Regions from separate parts of the Mus musculus genome. Here all the other regions are linked to region 2. The links are chromatin contacts, called in public HiChIP or PLAC-seq and promoter capture Hi-C maps. All regions are on one chromosome and are shown on one strand. The core of a region is the stretch at or near the end of the contact, and the rest is flanking DNA. Distances in the headings are between cores, read along the strand shown. Region 1 holds the start of Celsr3 (cadherin, EGF LAG seven-pass G-type receptor 3). Region 2 holds the start of Cdc25a (cell division cycle 25A). Region 3 holds the start of Slc26a6 (solute carrier family 26, member 6). Region 4 holds the start of Slc25a20 (solute carrier family 25 (mitochondrial carnitine/acylcarnitine translocase), member 20).

Evidence for each region. Promoter capture Hi-C pulls out the DNA fragments that hold promoters and counts their contacts. HiChIP or PLAC-seq counts read pairs in DNA pulled down with a chosen protein or histone mark.
Region 1: a contact with region 2 is called in an H3K4me3 HiChIP or PLAC-seq map of embryonic forebrain, with 4 times the contacts expected there. The contact joins the promoter of Celsr3 here to the promoter of Cdc25a in region 2. A contact is called at or near these places in 10 of 39 promoter capture datasets (3T3-L1-derived adipocytes, the C10 cell line, cranial neural crest and 6 more), 3 of 484 Hi-C or Micro-C datasets (embryonic stem cells and palatal mesenchyme), 7 of 115 datasets of contacts at active chromatin or transcription factors (astrocytes, differentiating embryonic stem cells, embryonic forebrain and 4 more) and 2 of 9 other capture datasets (embryonic stem cells and liver).
Region 3: a promoter capture Hi-C map of hippocampal neurons shows a contact between it and region 2, with 5 times the contacts expected there. The contact joins the promoter of Slc26a6 here to the promoter of Cdc25a in region 2. A contact is called at or near these places in 10 of 39 promoter capture datasets (the 3T3-L1 cell line, cranial neural crest, embryonic stem cells and 5 more), 1 of 15 datasets of contacts at CTCF or cohesin (large pre-B cells), 2 of 484 Hi-C or Micro-C datasets (B cells and bone marrow-derived macrophages), 9 of 115 datasets of contacts at active chromatin or transcription factors (cardiomyocytes, embryonic stem cells, kidney and 3 more) and 1 of 9 other capture datasets (adipose tissue).
Region 4: a contact with region 2 is called in a promoter capture Hi-C map of embryonic stem cells, with 2.8 times the contacts expected there. The contact joins the promoter of Slc25a20 here to the promoter of Cdc25a in region 2. A contact is called at or near these places in 2 of 39 promoter capture datasets (embryonic stem cells and pre-B cells) and 2 of 115 datasets of contacts at active chromatin or transcription factors (astrocytes and microglia).

What each region holds. Positions count from the first base shown.
Region 1 is chr9:108,823,921-108,827,680 of GRCm38.p6, forward strand. Celsr3 (cadherin, EGF LAG seven-pass G-type receptor 3) reads left to right here and starts at 2,125. Exons shown (of 36, transcript NM_001359572.1): 1 at 2,125-3,760. The coding sequence starts at 2,400. Gm35025 (a long non-coding RNA gene) reads right to left here and starts at 2,200. Exons shown (of 2, transcript XR_871161.3): 1 at 562-2,200; 2 at 1-445.
Region 2 is chr9:109,873,309-109,876,880 of GRCm38.p6, forward strand. Cdc25a (cell division cycle 25A) reads left to right here and starts at 2,271. Exons shown (of 15, transcript NM_007658.3): 1 at 2,271-2,851. The coding sequence starts at 2,682.
Region 3 is chr9:108,852,207-108,855,489 of GRCm38.p6, forward strand. It overlaps Slc26a6 (solute carrier family 26, member 6), which reads left to right and starts at 1,837. Exons shown (of 20, transcript NM_134420.4): 1 at 1,837-2,628. Celsr3 (cadherin, EGF LAG seven-pass G-type receptor 3) reads left to right here. Exons shown (of 36, transcript NM_001359572.1): 36 at 1-763.
Region 4 is chr9:108,660,717-108,664,116 of GRCm38.p6, forward strand. It overlaps Slc25a20 (solute carrier family 25 (mitochondrial carnitine/acylcarnitine translocase), member 20), which reads left to right and starts at 1,420. Exons shown (of 9, transcript NM_020520.5): 1 at 1,420-1,616. The coding sequence starts at 1,512.

The DNA.
Region 1 (3,760 bases), core at 875-3,374, 1.0 Mb before region 2:
ACTATTGAGAAGGCCACCTGGAGGTCTTACTTGTTCCTAGGAGGTAGGGACAAAGCTGGTCTTGGAAGCAGAGGGAGGAACCAACAGCATTTCATTTGAAAGTGTGGATGGTTGTCAGAGGACAACTTTGTGGGGTCGGTCTTCCACTCTTACATGGGATCCAGGGATCAAACTCGGGCGTTCAAGCTTGGACACCAAGCACCTTCACCAGCTGAACCTCCTTTAGGCTCCTCATTTTTCTCTTTCCAGGAAGTGCATTGGGAGCGACTACTGTGGGTTGGACACAGAAGTGAGGATATGTGAGAAAACAAGGTGAGGGAACGGCTTACCAACAGCAGCCACAAACGGGGGAAAAGTGGGAGACAGTCTCACGCCCGCAGCCGCCTCGAATGTCGTCTCTAGTAGACGCCACGGAGACGTCAAAGGTGGAGGCCAGTCACCAGCCCTGCATGAGGGGAAAACGGAACGATTTCCCTCAGCCAAGGTGCCTTACTTAACACATCTGCCCACGCGGCAAGAGCCGGGATGGCATCCTAAAAGTGCTGCTCAGGCAACTCGTACCGGAAGTCCAGATCCCTAAGGTCATTCAGGGGTCTCCTCTGTGATTCCAGCTGGTTTCCTCCTTGTTCAACCTGAGATTTGCGCTTTCCACTAGCTAGTCTGTGGACCCACAGAGCGGCGGGCGCTTCAAAACCAGGTCCCGCTCCTCTCTTCTCTAGTCAGGAACTACAATCCTACGGAGTACTTTCTTTAGTGCCGCTGTACATAGTCCACCTACACGCACAAATGGTGTATCTGTCACGGAACTCTGACTTGAGTCTTAAGACTTAACGACCCCAAACACTACAGCTGATACCCATGGGTCAGATCACAGCAGCCTCGTCCAGTGCAACCCGAGTGAGCCAAACCTCCCCGAAGCAAAGAAACCCAGGAGCGAGAGAATGCGTTGATTGGTTGCTGGTGATGTCATAGCTACCATTTGGGGGCGGGCCAGAGGTCTTGGCCAGGAGTTCTTGGACTGTTTGAAGTAGTAACCACTCAGCCGGGGGAACCGCACCCAGGGCAATGTTCTGGGGTCCTAGGCCTGACTCCTGTCTCGGTGTCAGAATGAATGAGTCCCCTGCACCTTGCGTTGCAGCTCATCACCGATGCCAAGTTTGGAGGCTGATCAATATAGCGCGTCTTTTGGATTATTTCTGCTGGCTAGCGTGGAACCCGCGAGGCCCTCCTACCTCCCGCATACAATGGAGTCCTCCGAGAGGGGCGGGGTCTCCCATTGTGCCAATAGAAACAATGACACTCTAATTGGAATGCGCCGCCTTTCTCTAGGATTCTGTGACGTCTGTTGCGCCACATCTAGCTATTGGTTGGTTGAGATGCGCGCGTGCCAGGAGTTGGACGGAAAGCTAGACTGGACCAGGACTAGGGAGAACTGAGCTTCTGTCGGGTTCTTCAAGGGGTTAAAGGATGCAGTTGTCGCAGGCGAGGGGGCGGAGATCTGAGGAAGCTGGGTCCACAGTTGTACAACCCTGGGTTCCACGTGGCATCTCAGAACACTGGAAAGAACCATAGCCTAGAGAGACGTGGTGTCTCTCCCAAGTCTGGGAGACCGCTAGTGACTCTCGTGGCGGAGAAGAGTTGGCTTCTCTTCCTGTCTCAGAAGGGTCGTTTTCAGATCCTGTTCTGTAGGAGCAAACAAGGAGATTTTTGCGACATGTTTCTCATAAGTTAAACTTGTTAATAAACAGTTAACGCTATTGTTTGAACCAGGCCGGTGTCTGGCCATTATTTTCACAGTCCCAGGATTCTATATGGTAACCCTTCCCAGACCGATGACAGCACATTTTCAAACCAAAATGGGTGTTAGGGCTCGGAACTAGCGCTCTAAAGGGAGACGAGATTCTCGGTCTGAAGAAAGACTAGGAAGCCACGCTGGAATAGCGCACTAGGATGAGAGGGAGGGCGGTGGCAGAGTAGCGGAGAAACTCCCAGCTCCGTTCAGCACCGTGGGCAGCACTTCTGTTCTCAATAAAGATGGCGGTAACGGCTTCAGTCGCCAGAACTGCCATGCGCGACGGGCTGTACCACCAGGTTTGGGGCATCGGGGCGGAGGTGGAGCAAACCATCGGAGCGGCCGGGAGCCATGTTGGAGCGTCGGGAGGCGGCAGCGGCGTCGGGGATGCTGTGGTGGGGGCGGCAAAAGCCGGGGCCGTATGCCAAAGGGGCTCTGGCCGCGGAGTAGATGGTGCCCAGAGAGCAGTGGCGGCGCGGAGCGACGGGCAGAGGGGCGGAGGGCCGGGGCGGCGGCAGGGGCCCAGGAGGGGGCCAGAGCAGCGGGGCGGGCCCAAGGCCCGGACCCGGGCGGGGGGCGGCGGAGGCCGTGACGGGAGGCGGGGGTGATGGCGAGGCGGCCTCTATGGTGGGGTCTCCCGGGACCGTCGACCCCGGTACTACTGCTCCTTCTCCTCTCTTTGTTCCCTTTTAGCCGGGAGGAGCTGGGGGGCGGTGGGGACCAGGACTGGGACCCAGGGGTTGCTACTACTACTGGGCCAAGAGCGCAAATCGGCAGTGGAGCCGTAGCTCTTTGTCCCGAATCTCCCGGCGTCTGGGAAGATGGAGATCCTGGCCTGGGGGTCAGGGAGCCTGTCTTCATGAGGCTCCGAGTAGGTAGGCAAAACGCCCGGAATGGTCGAGGGGCCCCTGAGCAACCAAACGCGGAGGTGGTGGTCCAGGCATTGGGTAGTCGCGAGCAAGAGGCAGGTCAGGGTCCAGGGTATCTGTTATGTTGGCACCCAGAGATCTCCTCTTGTGGGCGGACAGGGCCTTTACGAAGAGGTAGCCTGCCACTCGATGCTCTGTCCCCAGGGGATTCTGATCTGAGGAACAGCTCTCCTCACCCTTCAGAACTTCTGGCTCAGCCTGATGGCTCCAGGCCAGTGGCCTTCCAGCGTAATGCTAGGAGAAGCATCCGCAAAAGAGTGGAAACCTCTCGCTGCTGCGGGAAGCTGTGGGAGCCAGGACACAAGGGTCAGGGTGAGAGATCCGCGACTTCCACAGTGGACAGGGGACCCTTTCGGCGGGACTGCCTCCCCGGCTCTTTAGGATCTGGCCTGGGGGAGGATTCAGCACCACGTGCTGTGAGGACAGCTCCTACGCCGGGTTCAGCACCTCGCGAGTCTCGGACAGCTCCCGGGCGCATGCGCTCCCGCGGTCTCTTCCGCCGCCGTTTCCTCTTTGAGCGCCCTGGGCCGCGCCCTCCCGGGTTTCCGACTGGTCCTGAAGCCAAGCAAATACTCTCAACTAACCAGGCTCGTCCTCGTCGTGCTGCAAACCGCCACCCGCAGTTTCCTCAATACAACTACCAGACACTGGTACCTGAAAATGAGGCAGCGGGCACATCAGTACTGCGCGTGGTGGCACAAGACCCGGACCCAGGCGAGGCCGGGCGCCTCATCTACTCGCTGGCGGCGCTCATGAACAGCCGCTCGCTGGAGCTTTTCAGTATTGATCCTCAGAGTGGCCTCATCCGCACGGCTGCCGCTCTGGATCGTGAGAGTATGGAACGCCACTACCTTCGAGTAACAGCACAGGACCACGGCTCACCGCGCCTCTCAGCTACCACCATGGTGGCGGTGACAGTAGCTGACCGCAACGATCACGCGCCAGTGTTTGAGCAAGCCCAGTATCGGGAAACACTTCGTGAGAATGTGGAAGAAGGTTACCCCATCCTGCAGTTGCGTGCCACCGACGGCGACGCGCC
Region 2 (3,572 bases), core at 1,021-3,520:
GCTTACTCAGGGCCAGAAAGTTTGTGGCCTTGTACAAGCTCCCTTGCAACTTCGTTTACAAGAGAAAACCTTTAAGAGAAATAAGCAAGCCAACTCATATCGTGTTACTTCAATTTTGTTTGATCTTTACACATTGATGGGGCAGTGGTTGTGCGCACTTTTAATCCTAGTACTAAGGAAGCAGAGGCAGGGGGATTTCTGAGTTCGAGGCCAGCCTGGTCTACAGAGTGAGTTCCAGGACAGCCAGGGCGATACAGAGAAACCCTGTCTCGAAAAATAAAGATCAGGTTTGGCTCACAGGCATCTTCACCTGTTGAGACATCTTATCAGCTCCAAGACTTTTTTTTTAATGTTGTTGTTGCTTAGGTTTGTTGTTGTTGTTGTTTTCTTTTCTTTTCTTTTCTTTTTTTTGTTTTTTTGTTTTTTTGTTTTTTTTTTTTGTTTTTTGGTTTTTCGAGACAGGGTTTCTCTGTATAGCCCTGGCTGTCCTGGAACTCACTTTGTAGACCAGGCTGGCCTCGAACTCAGAAATCCGCCTGCCTCTGCCTCTCGAGTGCTGGGACTAAAGGAGTGCGCCACCACGCCCCGCTTTACATTTTTTTTTTTTTTTTTTTTTTGGTGTTGCTTGTTTTTTGAGAAGGGCCTTAAGTAGCCCCACCTGGCCTAGAACTCCCTGTGCAGCTGAAGGTGACTTTAAATTTCTGCTTCCAACTCCCACATTCTGTAGTTGCAGGTATTTCTCACCTTCCCCAGCTCAAATTACATCCTTTGAGCAATGTAACTGGGGAAGCTCAATGGGGGTAGGGTGGGATGTAGCTTACTTAGAAGTGTTTACCTAACAAGCACAAAACTAAGTTCAGTGGTGAACTGGGAGATCAAATTCAAGGCCATCCTTGACTATAGAGAGTCCAAAGCCAGCCTGACTGCACGGGACCCTGTCTCAAAAGAAAAATATATGGAATCACAAATATGGCCATAGTGAAGATACTTAAGAAGCCCATAACCATGTCTTGTGATATAATGGTTATTCATCTAAATAGTGAATAAAGTAACTACCTTCCCTTCACTCTGGTCCCTCCTGGAATTATTTTTGTGATGTAAGACTTGTAAAGATTAAGTACACTAGTAGAGTTATCACACATGAAACACTGTCATGTACATAAACACTAAATGTTGCCTAGTACTTTTACAGTGATTTGAATGGCTCCCATGGGCTCATATGATTGAATGCTTGATCCCCAACTGTTTGGGAGGGATTTTAGAGAAGGTGTGGCCTTGTTGGAACAGGTGTGTAGATGGGAGTGGGTTTTGAGTTCTTAAAAACCCACACCAGGCAAAGTCTCTCTCTCTCTCTCTCTCTCTCTCTCTCTCTCTCTCTCTCTCTCTCTCTCTCTCTTCCTCCCTCCCTCCCTCCCTCCCTCCCTCCCTCTCCCTCTTCCTTTCTCCATCCCACCTCCCCCCACCCCCTTCTCTCTGCTTGCTATCTGTGGATCATAGCTCTCAACTACTCCTGTTTCAGCCCGGGCTATTAAAAAAAAAAGTCCCTATTTCAAAAATTAATTAAATTAATTAATCAGAGTCTGGAGCAGGAATGGTGGCACATGCCTTTAATTTCAGCATTCGAGAGGCAGAGACAGAGGCAGATCGATCTGAATTCGAGGCCAGACTGGTCTACAGAGCGGGTTCGAGGACAGCTAGGGCTACACAGAGAAACCCAGTCTCGAAAAAGAAAAAAAGAAAGACAAAATCAGAGCCTGAAGTCCTGTGAAGGAAAAGAGGGATCCAGGATCCATGGTACTGTACCACACAGTTAGAGAAGAGCCAACGCCTGGTCCAGATGGCCTTCCCTAGTCTCTCTGTCTCCTAAAAAAAAAAAAAAAAAAAAAAAAAAAAAAAAAAAAAGTGCACAGCACTATGCTCAGTAGCTCAGACAGGTGTGTAGCACACGCTGTAGGAACTACACTACCCAGCATGCAACTGAAAAAGAGCGGGGCCTTTCGGTAGGGACTAGCGCCCCCACAGAAAGTTTCATTGACTCCTTTCTCATTTCAGCCACCTCCCAACTCTTCAGGCTTCGCCCCCACCGAGAGAGGGCGTGACCTCGAGGAGGCCCACGAGACGCTTCCTCCTTTCCTTCTCATTGGTCCGGCTCAGCTGTCATTCGGGAGCGAGGAGAAGTTTGCTTCCTGATTGGTGAATTCCGTTTGGCGCCAACTAGGAAAGGGGCGGGGCGGCGGCTATCCTGAGTGTGCAGCAATTAACGCTAAGGCCACTTTGGTGGTGAGGGAAGTGAAGGTTCCTTCTCTGCGAGCCGGCTACGGAGCAAGGAGGGAGAAAAAAAGTGAGGCGAGTTAGTCGGAGCGGTGGTCTCAAGACTCTTCCTCCACGGAGTTTGTTTGGATTTAATCTTGAGGTTGCAGGCGCCCGCCCGCCTGCGGGCCTCGCGGGACAGAGAGGGAAGCACCGGTGCTTGTGCCTGGCGCCTGCCGAGTCCCCTACGCTCGCCGGTCCGCGCCGCTGCCCGTGGCGGCCGCGTCTCTGAACCGCGGGGTCGTGTTTGTGTTTGACCCGCGGGCGCTGGTGGCGTGGCACGCGGCTGAAGCCGGTGCCAGCGGGGCGGGGCCCGGCGCAGCGGAGGCGGAGGAAGACGGAGCGGGAGTCCGGGCAGGCCCGGCGGCGCCATGGAACTGGGCCCGGAGCCCCCCCACCGCCGCCGCCTGTTCTTCGCTTGCAGCCCCACGCCTGCGCCGCAGCCCACGGGGAAGATGCTGTTTGGCGCGTCAGCTGCTGGCGGACTGTCCCCTGTCACCAACCTGACGGTCACCATGGACCAGCTGGAAGGACTGGGCAGGTGAGAGACCAGCGAGCGATGCCCCAGGCCGCTGGCCTCTGGTCGGCCCTCGGGATGATCCAGCAGGAAACAGAGTCTGTCCACTTGGTTCTGATGCTCCGACCCGGAATGGCCTGGCTAGGGCCCGCCATGTGCACCCTCCCTCCCGGGCGGAATGTTGGGCGGGAGAGGCCGTTCGGATAGTCCAGGGCTATCCTCAGCCAAGAGCCAGACCGCGGAGATCGAGGAAGCCTGCTGGGCATCCTGTCTTGTTCACCCCTTTCAGATTTCTCTCTACGCTGTCTCTATTCCAGAAAAGTCTTTGGAATCTACCCTTATGGGGGTTGGGAGGGAGGGTGAGAATGGGTCCTCCTAGGCCCTCTTTGCTGAACCACCCGCGCCGGATCTTAGTTTCCTGTAAGCTTTGTTCCTTCTCAACAAAGGGACGTGGCATTTTCTTTTCTTGCATTTGTGTAAAATCTATGCAGCCACCTGGCCGGCACGTTTCTTGTATCTACCCATCTACTACCTTTTTTAAGCTATCACTTTTTACCTAACTTTTCCATATTGGAAATCTTCGAGGACTTTGTAGTCCTACACCACTATCACTAACAAAAATGCTTAACACTATTTTTAGTGAAGTTGCTTTTCCTTCGATGTTGGGTATTTCGCCTCCTAAACTTGTCTTACAACTTTTGCAAACCCTGAAAAGCTGGGACTCCTGGCCTAGTCACCTTTGCCC
Region 3 (3,283 bases), core at 587-3,086, 1.0 Mb before region 2:
CCACCGCCTCTCACTGCTTACAGGATCCTCCCTGGCACCAGGCTGCAGCAGTGGCTGCCCCACCTTCTGTTGGTCCCTTATAAAGGGACAGGTAACTGTTAGGATCCTGCTCACAAAACTCTCTTGTTAGTTGTCTGATGTCCAGTGCTGGGGACTTTACATTTTTGTTACTTTGTTTACAGATCAAGATTATTTTTTTAACATGGTTGGGTTTTATTTATTGTTTACAGCTTCAACCATTGAACTTACACACTTTGTTTTATAGTTCAGAATGTTTCCCCCTCTTTGTTTACAAGTGAAAGGTAGAAAAAGTGGGGGAGGGGCCTAAAAGACCCACCTGCGATGCCCCTGGACCTGGCCATCTTGAGGTAGGCTTCTAATCCCAACTTTTCCCAGGTCAAAGGTCAGCTGAGTCTTCTAACAGCTTGCCCCGAAAGTGGCTCAGGACCGGGGTTCTGTGCAGCCGCCACCCACCCCTACCCTGTGTTTACTCTTGGGAGGCAGTTTCTGAGATTCAAAAAAATCCCACTTCACTGCCTGTGCCAAATCCCACCAGCCAGGTCCCCAGCTCTCTTTACCCAGACTGACCCCTGCCCTTGAAGGGCTGAGAGGCCTGTCGGTTGGGAGAGTGTCCTTGCTATGTCCTAGGTTCTGTAGATGCCCGTCTCTGGGGTCCCCTTCCAACAGTGGCCCTCTTTCCTGTCTGTGTAAATTGTTCCGTGAAGCCGCGCTCTGTTTTGGGAATAAACTTCTATAGAAAACACTTGTTCCTCTTTCTGTCTCAGCTGTTGAGAATACTCACCCAGGATGACCTTTGTAGGACTCTGAGCTCTCCTCCCTCCAAAATAGCCAGTTATTTTTAGCCCATTTCATGGGAGATTTGGACCAGGTTCCCATTTCTTTCTGAAATATGGCCTCTCACCTTGTGACTGGAGCCTGAAGTTGGAGCGCAGGAGCTGCGCCAAGAGAAGCCACTTTCCTGGTCTAGGCAGTCATATGAGGGTTTCCTTAATATCCAGAGGCTGACATTTGTGGCCCTGCCCATTAGTCACCCCAAACCTAGGCGTTCCCACTTCAGTTCCTGCTTACCCACCCACACTCTGGCCCTTACTGGTCTTTTCTCACTTGGATCAGGCCAGAGCTTCCAGACCTGGAAAGGATCCTGAGTGCTCCATTTCCAGTCTAGGCAGCCAGGTGTGAAAGTGAAAGGGGGGGGGGGGGCTTAAGAAGCCACCCATGGTGACAAATACCTTTGATCTCTTCTTTAATCCCAGCACTCACTAGGCAGAGGCAGGTGGATCTCTGTAGACAAGTCTGGTCTACAGAGAGTTCCAGGACAGCCAAGGCTAAACAGAGAAAACTTGTCTGGAAAAAAAGAAATGGAGGTGGGGTGGGGCTGGTCTTGAGGACCACTGTGCCAGGTCTCAGAAGGAAAAATCTGAGGGTGATACTCACAGCTTGGTGGTCCCTGAGAGACCCTACAGGCCTAGATCTCCCACAGTTGAGGCTGGGGCCCCTGGTTGCACACCTAGGCATCCAGATCGGTCAAGAATGTCTCCTCTGCATAAAGTGGGGACCTTCTACAAAGCATACAATTAGGTCCAGCCACTTAAGGGCACAGAGGCATAACATTGGCCAAGCGTAGCGCTGGGCCTTCGTTCCAGTCCTCCAGTCTCAGCAGAATGCTCCAGCTCCCAGCAGGTTAACAAGAATCGCAGGCAGGGACAGAAGCTAGGCCGACGGGAAGGAAAGGGTTAAAATTTTATTCTCCGGGCTCGCCCCGCCCAGAGAGTATGACTTGGATTCCACCCCCAGAATTCTGATTGGTCTGATCTTGCACATCCTAGCGGTGGAGCTTGCGGCCGGCCAAGTTCTGGGCCTGGCGCCACCTTCTAGCCGGTAGTGGCCTCCTGGGGGAGCTGTTTGAAAAGCGGTACACGAGTTACCCTCTGAGGGCCATGGGACTTCCCGATGGGTCCGGTGAGTTGCAGGGCGCTGCCCAAATTCCGCGTGCCCGCGAAGCGCTAGTAGTTCTGTGACTCCCGGCCTGGGTCAATTCAGGAAGGGAACCTCCAAGTCCCCGACAGGCATTTCCCGTCTGCGGAGCCTTAGTTTACCGCCTTGCCGATTTTCCGAAGGAGGTTATCCATCAACAGCGAGGGATGGGGGCGGGCTCTGGCGCGACCCCAGCTCTTGAGGGTTGTACTGAACGTCCCTGGAGTGCTAATAAGGGCGCTGCAGGGAAGTTGCTGCTTACCGAGGAGTCCTGGCACGGGAGGTGTGCCAGCTGGGCGCGTTGGGACTGGGAGAGAAACCGCTGCAAGACAGGCTCTAGCCAGGCGGTGGACCAGCCGCGGCCTGAGTCGGCAGGGTACTGTTCACATTTGTCGCTGCCGGCCCTTGTGCCCTCCCAAAGGGAGGTGCCAAGCATCAAGGCTCCGCCCTCCAAGGCGCGTGCCGCCTGGTAAGGGGAGGGAGCCCTTTAAGAAGACTTGAGAGATCTTGAAGGAGGGGAGAGGGGCCGCTGAGATCTCCTGGAGCCCGCGGTGCAGAGAATCTCTGAAGATCTTCCTTGCGTCTGCACTGCTCCCTCCTCCATTGGATACCCAGGTTAGAGAGTCTTCCCAGGTGAGTTCCTACCCCTCTGGTGGGATTCTCTCCCCTGGTTATAGCCTCTCCTAGATCAGAACTCACAGGTGATATCTTTCCCACAGGCTAGCCCCTCCCCCCTGCCCACTCCAAATTTGTTTCCCCTGAAATATATTTATAGAGAGCTGCATTCCATATGGAGGCACCCCCCCCCCAGATCAGAGTTTCTTCTGAGAGACCCCCTCAGATCCTATTCTCTGGTAAAGTCTCCCACTTCCGAGAGAAGTGCCTCTCCAGAGAAGTGCCTCCCGATGAGAGATTCCCACACCCCCGGTCAGAACTTGCCTGGCTGGTGAAAGCTTTCAGGGCAGAGTTCCCTCCAGGTTGGATTGGCTTCCAAAAGCTCCTGTTCCCAGGTGAAGTCTCTCTACTTCGAGTGGGAGCCTGTCAAAACTCCCTGGAGGTGAGAGCTTCGACCCTGGAGTCTTGCTGGACCCTGTCCTGAAACTGGAGGGCAGTATTGCTTACAGACCTCTGGTTTGCTAGTTCTTATCTGTCAACTCGCTCTCAGCCAACAAGGTTGGGCTCCTGGTGGAAAAGCTGGAAAGGGGACTGGACAGGAATTGATTCAGGGAAGGAAGCCAAGGGCCTGAGAGGTAGGGGCTAGGAAGCGCAGTCAGTTTGGACCTGGACC
Region 4 (3,400 bases), core at 170-2,669, 1.2 Mb before region 2:
CTAGCCCGAGCCTCTTTACAGAATCCTGGATCAGGAGATAGATCTATTAATAGAAATCTCAAACTAATTATGTCTAAAATGTCCTTTACCATCCTCTAATCTGCTTGACCCCATCTCTTCCCCAATCTCAGTTAAAGATGATGTCTTCTCTCTAGTTGCTAAGGCCAAAAACATTAGCATTGTCCCGTAAGCCTCTCTCACAAAACTTTTTCTAAAAAAAAAATATATATTTACTCATTTTTATTTTGTGTCCTTGAGTCTTTGCCTCCATGAATGTATGTGTGCTTGGTGCCCAAAGAGGCCCAAAGAGGGCATTAGGTCTCATGGAAGTATAGTTTCAGACAGTTCTGGGCTGCTACGAGGGTGCAGGGAACAGAACCCAGGTACTCTGTAAGAGCAGCCAGTTCTCTGAGCTGCTGAGCCAGCTTCTGCAGCTTCTGCATGAGTAGTGAGCAGAATGAATTTCCGTTCACTAACAGGTCCTTCGGGTTTTCCTTTAGAAAATATTCACCATTGGATCGCACCTCGTTAACAACTCTGCTATGTGCTGGTCCAAGCCAACATTTCTACTCATGACCTTTAACTTTCTCCAGCCCCCTGGATTTCCTCTGGCTGTTTTCACCAGCAGTTACAGCGATCCTGATTTTTGTCTGTTTGTTTTAAAATCCGATCTGAGATTGTTAGTCTCCATCTAAAACCTGTCATAGAAGAGACTGATGTCCTCACAGTTCCTCCTGATGAGTAGTCTCCGTTTCTCCTGTCCTCACTGGCTGCTCCACCATCCCACCGCACCCCATTCCCACCCCTGTGGCCTGTGGTTTCTCAGATTTGACAACACAGACATCTCAGAGTTTTCAAATTTTCTTTATCTTCTGCCAGAAAGGTCCTTCATCCTTTACCGGGTATCTTTAGACAGGACTCATTTCCATGCCCTAGATCTTAATCCTTTGCCTTCCTAATGAGAGCTTCTCTTGTTTAACAAATTAGTTACAAATTATTTGTCTCCCACACTTTACTTCTTCCCGGATTTATTTTCCTATAGAGCCATTTTTACCATAGGACATATGCCATTTTTAACTTAGTCAAGGCTTATCAAAGACAGGGACCTCTATGGGGTACCTCCACTCTTCAGCACCTAAAAAAAAAAAAGTGGCTGTCACGCAAAAGGGTGTATGCGACCTCTGGGGAGTGCACAGATGCATAGGACCACAGAGGACCAGAGAAAGAAAAAAACTCAAGTCCAAGAAGACTTCCTGGAGGAGTAAGTCCCTGACAATCATTCCCAAGCCCCTCCCATACATCATTAGGGAAAGAGCCCCGCCCACTAAGGAGGAGGGCAGCCGGAAGTAGACTTCAGGGCGGAAGCCAGGCTAGTACGACTGGGCCCTCTTTCCGACCTGCCCACGGCCCCGCCCACCTGAATGTAGGTGAAAGGTCGGCGGAGCCGCTCGGGCAGCGGAGCAAGACCAAGACTGCCCGGAGCTGACAGACAGACAGACAGAAGACTGAGCATGGCAGACGAGCCGAAACCCATCAGTCCGTTTAAGAACCTCCTGGCTGGCGGCTTCGGCGGCATGTGCCTGGTGTTTGTGGGGCACCCCCTGGACACGGTCAAGGTGCGCGGAGTGTGGACGGGGGCTTGTGGAGGAATGCCCCGGGGCGGTGTGTGTGTGTGTGGGGGGGGGGGGGGGGGTTACGTGGAAAGTAGGGACCGCCGCGAGGTGCTGCCTTTCTGAACAGAAGTGGAGCCGGGCTGATGGATGCTTCCTTCCGTGGGAAGTTTACAGAGGGTTGGTATGTAGTTTACTAGGAAGCGCTGCTTTACCTAACCCGGCCAGAGGCTCTGCATTCAACTCCCTGGCACCTCAAAACAATTTTTTTTTCCTCTCGAGAATCAATACGAAATAGACAGAGGCTGTACCTCGCGCCCTAAGAGCCCTACAGCTCCTATTTCAAGGTCTTCGGATGGCAGTCTTTTTTTGAGCCCTGCGCACTTCTTTGGAGATGAGAAAGAAAAAGCTGCTGTCTGTGCCCGGTTAACCCTGATATTGTTATAAAGATTGGAACAGGTTATCTGTAGACTTGACCTCCCCCACAAATTAAGGACAAAGGTGGCAGAGATGTCCTTTGACACAGTCTCGTAAAGCCGGTGTGTCCCATAGCCTATCTCTTGTGCACTTTTCTTTGCCTGAAGAGGCACCTGGCCATTTACAGCCAGTCATTCACTGCAGGGTAAGCTGCATAGTCACCCCCATAGCAAGCAATGACCAGCCAGGCTCAGGTGTGGAAATCGAGGGGACCTTTCTCTCCTCAGCCTTTTATTCTTCCTCTTGCTGTACTCTCAGCCAGGTCTTGTGGAGACTAAAATCTATATTCGATGACTTAGCTCATAGATGAGCTCATATAAGCTCGTAGCTTATAGGTTTCTTTTTTCTTCTTCTTCTTCTTCTTCTTTTTTTATGGACATAGACCTGAAAGGAAATGACAGGTCATAGCCAGGATGAGCCTGTGAGAAGAAGACATGAGTCTTTTGTGTGTGTGGATGGCGTGTTGCTGGGGGCTGGAAGCCAGAGAAGATGTGAATCTCATAAAGGTGGTAACCTCGGTTGGGGGCTTGATAGGATGTCAGATCCAGTTTCCTCTGAAAGAGAACAGTATCCAAGGGCTCTTCCTTGGCAGGCTTGACAGCAGGCTATCTCACGGCCTCTGTTCAAAGTGAGGCTCACCACAGACAGCTCATCCCGAGGAGACTCTGTAGTGTTCATCTGTGAGAAATCAGATCCTATCAGTAGCAAAGGCTGTGCTTCTTATTCTTAGTGCTCCTAAGACAGTGGCAGGTTCAAGTAGCTCTGTCTAGCAAGGGGGAGTTTGTTTGGCCTTTATTTCTAATCTTATTCTACAGAGGCAGAAATCTTGTCCTGCACACCTGAGACTTTTAAAAAGCAATATCCTGACTCCTTATATAAGTGTACTCCTCTCTCGTCTCCTCTTGCTCTTGATGTTACACCCAGCAAGGGCCTAGTGACCTCTGTACAGGATTATAAACGACTGAAAGTGCTCACTGGAGTCTTGACAGAGAGGATTTTCCTTTGCAGTATAAACCAAACCCATGGCTGACCACTGTCCTTTTGACCTCGGAAAGCTGGGTGGTTACCAACTAAAAGCTGATGCTTTTGTGATTTGGTGTTTGTTTTTGTATTTGTTTTTATTTGTGTTTTTTTTCCCCTTTGAAGACACAGTCTCATGTATCCAATGCTGGCCAAAAACTCAAAATGAAGCAATTAACCTTGAATTTCTGCCCTCCTGCCTCCCAGGTACTTGAAGGTTCTTTCAAGGTTTCAAAGAAACTAAGCCTTGGCCCCTATGTCCTGGTCAGTAAGAATTGCCACACTTTAGAACT